Linked DNA regions of Gossypium hirsutum: region 2 is linked to region 1. The links are chromatin contacts, called in public Hi-C maps. All regions are on one chromosome and are shown on one strand. The core of a region is the stretch at or near the end of the contact, and the rest is flanking DNA. Distances in the headings are between cores, read along the strand shown.

What was found. Hi-C and Micro-C count contacts between places; a contact is called where the count stands out from the background.
Region 2: a contact with region 1 is called in a Hi-C map of leaf, with 3 times the contacts expected there. The contact joins the promoter of LOC107913697 here to the promoter of LOC121209839 in region 1. A contact is called at or near these places in 13 of 34 Hi-C or Micro-C datasets (anther, fibers, leaf and 2 more).

The regions. Positions count from the first base shown.
Region 1 is chrA11:93,452,910-93,455,962 of Gossypium_hirsutum_v2.1, forward strand. It overlaps LOC121209839 (plant cysteine oxidase 2), which reads right to left and starts at 1,588. Exons shown (of 5, transcript XM_041081555.1): 1 at 886-1,588; 2 at 1-113. The coding sequence starts at 1,144.
Region 2 is chrA11:93,599,609-93,602,661 of Gossypium_hirsutum_v2.1, forward strand. LOC107913697 (protein RRP6-like 2) reads right to left here and starts at 1,549. Exons shown (of 14, transcript XM_016842357.2): 1 at 651-1,549. The coding sequence starts at 1,424.

The DNA.
Region 1 (3,053 bases), core at 338-2,837:
GTCACATTGGTAAATGGTAGTATAAGTGACCCTTGGAGTCCCATTCACAGCACCCGTTGGCTTGAAGAACTGCAGACTTTTGCTAAGCCCAACATCTTCTGGCTTCATCTTATCTGCATCCATTATAAACAATTATGGCTGTCACTTCCAAATCAGGTTGCGCACATAGAAATAAGAAAACCCAATCGCATTAAAGCCTAATTTGGGGGGTCCAATATGAAACAATTGAAAAGCTTGGGGTCCAAGAATAAGAAGGCATGTGAATACCCAATTATTTATTTACTTTCGATTTTTAACATAATTTTCACACAAGGTTATGGGAGATCACATTGTCACGTGACAAAAGATTGATATATGCCCTAAACAAAACAAATAATTTCCTACCCCTACTCCAATATTTTGGATCCGTTCTGTTATTAAATTTGGTATGCGTATCCACTAAGGAGGCAACATGTGTGATGCGACCACACCACATTCATGCATTACTATCAATCAAATCTCCCTTCTTTTCCCTCCTTTCCATTGCTAGGGCTGAATCAGATTCTAAATGCCCAATGGAACCCCCACAAACACAAGAAACAAACATCGGTGTCTACAGCAACTCATGCGTTGTTTTAGAATATTCAGTTTAAACTTAGGTAAAATAAAAAAAATCATTTATTTTGACAGTTGTAATTGACAGAAAAGGTGGTTTTTTTTTTACTTTTTTACCATAAAAAATCTAAAATACAACGTGCAAGTACAAATACAAAACCATGATCCATATCAATATTAATAAATAACGAAACTGGGAGTTTCTGGACTTAGATCAGATGGCCTATAAGTCAAAATTTTAGCAGAAATCCTAGAACCTAGATTTTGAAGTGAATTTTGCTGATAACTTACCAAGAATATCGCATAGCTTGTTTACATCAGAAGCAGGAGGGACAAATCCAGGGCCTCTGAAGATTTGTGTACAAGAAACAAAGAGTTGTTGCAATACATCAGGAACTCTTGGAAACACAACCTCTCTTCTCATCTTCTTATATGATCTGTTCTTCTTCTCCGTCTTGTTACCATACCTAACCCTGTTGTTTACATGCTTTACAGTCGTCGTGATATTATTTTTGCTTTGCTCCACCAATCCACCAGTTTCCACCGTCATAGATGATTCTTATTGGGAAAACACTATTTTCATGCAAAACCCAGAAGATTTCAAAACAAAGTTTGTCCCAAGGGAAAAAAGAAGTTTGTGTTAATGAGTTCGTTTGGAGGAAGAAGAAGATAAAGATTGATATTAGCAAAGAAAGAGAAAAAAGAAAAGGGGGGGAGAAATCTATGAGAAAATGCGAAGATAGTTAACTGTTGGGAAAGAAAGGTGCAAAGGTGGTATATAAGGGTGGGAGAGAGAGCAAAACTAGGGGCCATGAAAAACAGGGAAGAAAAAAAAACCTTTTAATTTTATAGTTTTCGATTTGAAAAATAAAATAAAATACAGCTCATTAAAAAGCATTTAAAAATAAAGAAAACCTGTAGAAAAAGCGAAAAGAGAAGGCTGGGTTTTTTTTTTAAATTAAATTTAATTATTTATATTTAAGTTCGCGCCCCCAAGATTGAGAGTTGAAAACTGCCTGTTATCTTAAGCCACCCCTGGTTTTTTTATTTTGATGATAAAAAGTTTGGAATTTTAACGATTAGTAATTGACGAAATTGGCCCTTCTTACTTGCCTATTCTTTAAGATATTTTTGGGCCAAAATTAGAAATAAAGTAAAATTTGCCACCTCACATGTTGGGGGTAATATTAAGGTTACAAATACGAAAAGATTAGGTGGGTTTGGTTGATGTTTTTTTTTTTAGAAAATTGAAATATAGAAATAAAAATTTGTTTTTAATAATGAAAACAGTATTACATTTACATGGATTCAAATCAGTGTATTAGATTTAATATTAGAAAAATAGGTAAACTAAAAAAATAGTCACTTTTGTTTACCTCATGTTACATTTTAGTCATTTATATTTGAAATGTTACGTTTTAATCACTTATGTTATTATTTTGTTATGAAGTGATAACTTTCTCGTTAAGTTCTGTTATAACTCCCTAACGGTAATCCTACGTGGCAGTCTAACTAGATATTAGTGAATCTGCTAATACATACTTCGTCCGGATGAAGTACGTATTAGCAGATTCACTAATATGATTATATATATATTTACGCATGTATCATATTACAAAAATAAAATTTTAAATACTTATACCTAATAAAACATGTATCTCATTACAATAATAGTTATTTTCCAAATAACATATTGTTTTATAATTTTATTTCTTATTTAATATTTTAATTTAATTTTAATAATGCATACTTTATCCGGATGTAGTATGTATTAGCAGATTCACTAATATCTAGTTGGACTGCCACGTAGGATTACCGTTAGAAAGATAACAGAACTTAACGGAAGATTGATCACTTCGTAACAAAATAATAACTTAAGTGACTAAAATGTAACATGAGGCAAACAAAAGTGACTATTTTTGTAGTTTACCCTTAGAAAAATTGATGAAAAATATAATAATATTTTTGTGTTTATGTGAGTTTGAATCAATATTACTGGCCAAGTCCGAAGGCTCACCCGAAAAATGAGAAAGTTTAGGTAAAAATATATGCTCAGAAAATAGACTTGGGTAAAAAATAAGGCCTATGTAGGAAATGGGTCGGGCCTCAAGTAAGGTTTCTGCGGCCCGAAGGTTTCTGCGGCCCGAGCCCTACCCTGCCTGAATTTGCAATAATAAAAAAAACCCTATTGTTTTGTTGCTATCTTTCCATGTTTTGCTATTGTTTTTCCACTTTCATCGCTATTTTACTACCATTTCACTATTATATTGCTACTATTATTTGGATAACATATAACATTTGCTTTATTGGTAATTTTGCTATAATTTTATAGGTATTTGTTTGTTAAGTTGCATTTATCTTAGTGTTATTTAAGTGTAAAGATTTTTTAATTTATTTTCAATTTGTTGGGAAACATTTATTTTAATATTTTTAGTATATTTGGCGTATTATATTTTTTA
Region 2 (3,053 bases), core at 299-2,798, 150 kb after region 1:
AAATGTGCTAGAGGCCATTTAGGCAAAGGCTCATTGATCAGAAGCACACTTGGTGAGTGTAGGGACTAGGGACACCTTTTTGTAAAGCGGTTAATGCATGAAACCCTGCCTCATTGAAATTCTCTCTAATTCCTTTGATAGTAAAGATGAGACAATATCAAAATTCTACATCTTAATGTATAAATATTCAACAACAGACAATGAACAAAAAAATCAACAACAAACATGAGACCGCAAGAAACATGCATATTGGTCAAAAAAAAAGAAGAAGCATTTTTCTAAGATAAATTGGACCACCTTTTGAGTTCATTATCAGAATATCTTAAGCTTATTTTTTTATATAGACAAAGATACACAAAACACATACATAGACATATTCCTCAGTTTACTCAAGGAAGCGCTTTTTTGCCCTTTGCACCTCGGTATAGAAAAATTATGAAGTTATCCGACAAACATATGAAACTCAACACTTATTGAACTAACCAAACAAAAGTGAACCTGTGAGGTAATCCTATAACATACGTAACCAACTAAAAGCAGAAATGTTGTGAAAGAATTTAGGAAACAGTAATAACATAGTGATTAACCCCAAAAGAAAAGAACAGACAGAACTCCATAAAGACGGATTAAACGGGGAAACAAAGACCAACCAATGGATGAACAAAACGCTGCCCATCCTCACTCCTCTGCAACCAAACATGTTCAAAAGGCTGATTCGAATTATTCACAAGTATATTATACTCTTCCTGAGGCTTCCGTATCATTGGTATATGAAATGGCACCTTAGCTTTCCCAGTCGTCCCCGTAGCCAATGCCTCTTTCTTCACCTTCACTCCAGAAGAACCCGAAAACCCACCTTCCTTCCCACTCACTGACACACCAACCGAGTCACTCAATAAACCACCGTTAATTTTCTTCTTTTTCTTCCCGTAAACCAACTGAAACCCATTATTGTCAGGATCCGACCCAATAAACCGGCCCGTTTCCTCTTCTTTCTTTCGAATCTTATGAAATTCGTCGATGGAAACGTCAAATCGTTCCAAAAGTTCGTCGTTGATATCAACGAGCCAATCATAAGCTTCATCATCGGCTATGCTGTCAAGGTTGCTAGGGAAATTGATGGCCTTGTTGGCGCCCCAGATTTTAGCCGAAGCGCCAATGGATTCAAGCAAAGAATCGGATGTTTTGGCGATTTGATCGATGGGAAGCTTGAAATCGGAGAAGTTGTTGAAGAAATGAAAGTCTTGATTGGAAGGGAGGGTTGGAGAAGAGGAAGAGAGTGAAGAAAGAGAAGAAGAGAGAGGACCTAGAGCTAACGTTTGAAGAATTTGAGAATTCTCTGAAGGTTGAGATTGGGCTTCCATTGTTATCTGATCGTCGTAGTCGTTCATCGTTGTGTTAGGGTTGTAGTGTAGAAAAAGCATATTAGGGTTTTAGAAATTTTTGGTTTTCTTTGGGTTAAATTCTGCTATTAGTCTTTACACTTTATGAAAATTGTGTATTTTGTTTTTATACTTTACTTTGATCAATTTTAGTCCTTATAATTTTAAATTGGTAAATTTTAGTCATTACAATATTTAGAGTTTGAAAATTTAGTTCTGAACCAAACAACAGCAATTAAATTTGTTTAGTTAAATACAATTATAAGTTTTGTAATATGCATACGTTTGTAAATTTAGTTCATATTCTCCAACTAAGTCATTTTAAGTCCCTATACTTATCAAAATTTAAAATTTCAGTATTAATAAAAATTACAATCGTTAATCCATTAACATGATTTTTAGTAAGGAATATGTGAAAATAACATGTTAACATAATATTACACATATAATAATATATTTGTTGAATCAGAATTTAGAAATAGTAGAACTTAATTTAATATTTATCATTTAGAGAGCGTTGAAATTTAAAAATTTTAAAAATATAAAATCTAAAAATTACCAAATTCTAATACAAAAATTAAATCCACAGCTTTTGTAAAAATACATAAATTTAATTAAGGAAATAATTTTACATTTTTTCATATTTGTTCTAAGAAAATTAGTTTAGTCAATAAAATATAACCCTCTATTTGAAAAACAGAAAAATTTAAGTACTAAAAAATTAAATATAAAAAATTTTAAGTGATAATTCAAGTTATAAAACATGTTTGGGAAAAAAAATCGAAAAATTAAGCGTTGTTGTAAAACATGTTTAACATTAATTAAAATTAAATACAGAATATAATTAAACTATATGACGAGGGGATAATATAATTTTTTTAAAATAAATTAATATAATATAATTTATTTTATTAAGCTATAAGCAGGTTCTATTTTTTGCAAAAGAAAAATAAAAAATAAAAATTGTTTACTAATTTTTATTGTGGGATATCAAACTTGTTTTAAAAAAATTAAATGATTAAAAATATTAATTTCAATTAGATTATTTTTAAACTGGCCGGAGTTAACCTTTTTTTTTAATTTAAATTGTCTTTCACTTTTGATCGTGGTAGTTGATATCGTACTAATATTGGTCTGTATTGTTTCAGTCTTAAACCAATACCAAGTATTCTATGTTTTATTTCGATCACAATTTAGGTGCACTTTGGTCATTTCAGTGTATTTCGTCCAATTTCAATCAATATCGGCCTGTTTTTGCCCGTACTGGTTTCTACAAAATTTTGGCATTTCAAACTATTTTTTAATATTTTTATTTTACCCATTTTATTTTTCCATAATTATATTTAAAAATAAAAATTACTAAATTGAATTATTCAACCTAATTAATAATTTTAAAATTTATACTTACGTATAAATATATTTATATGAATGAGATATATTTACATATATATATAAAATGTATAATTTATTTTTTGACAAAAAAATATAATTTTTGAAGAAACTAAAACTTAGGCTATAAATATATATGTGAAAAATATTTAATGTATATATAATTTATCAAGAAATTAAAAATTAGATTATAAATATGTATATGTGAAAAATATTAAAAAGTATTAATAAACCCAAAACAGTATAACAAAACATATTGGTACCAATATGTACTAGTACCAA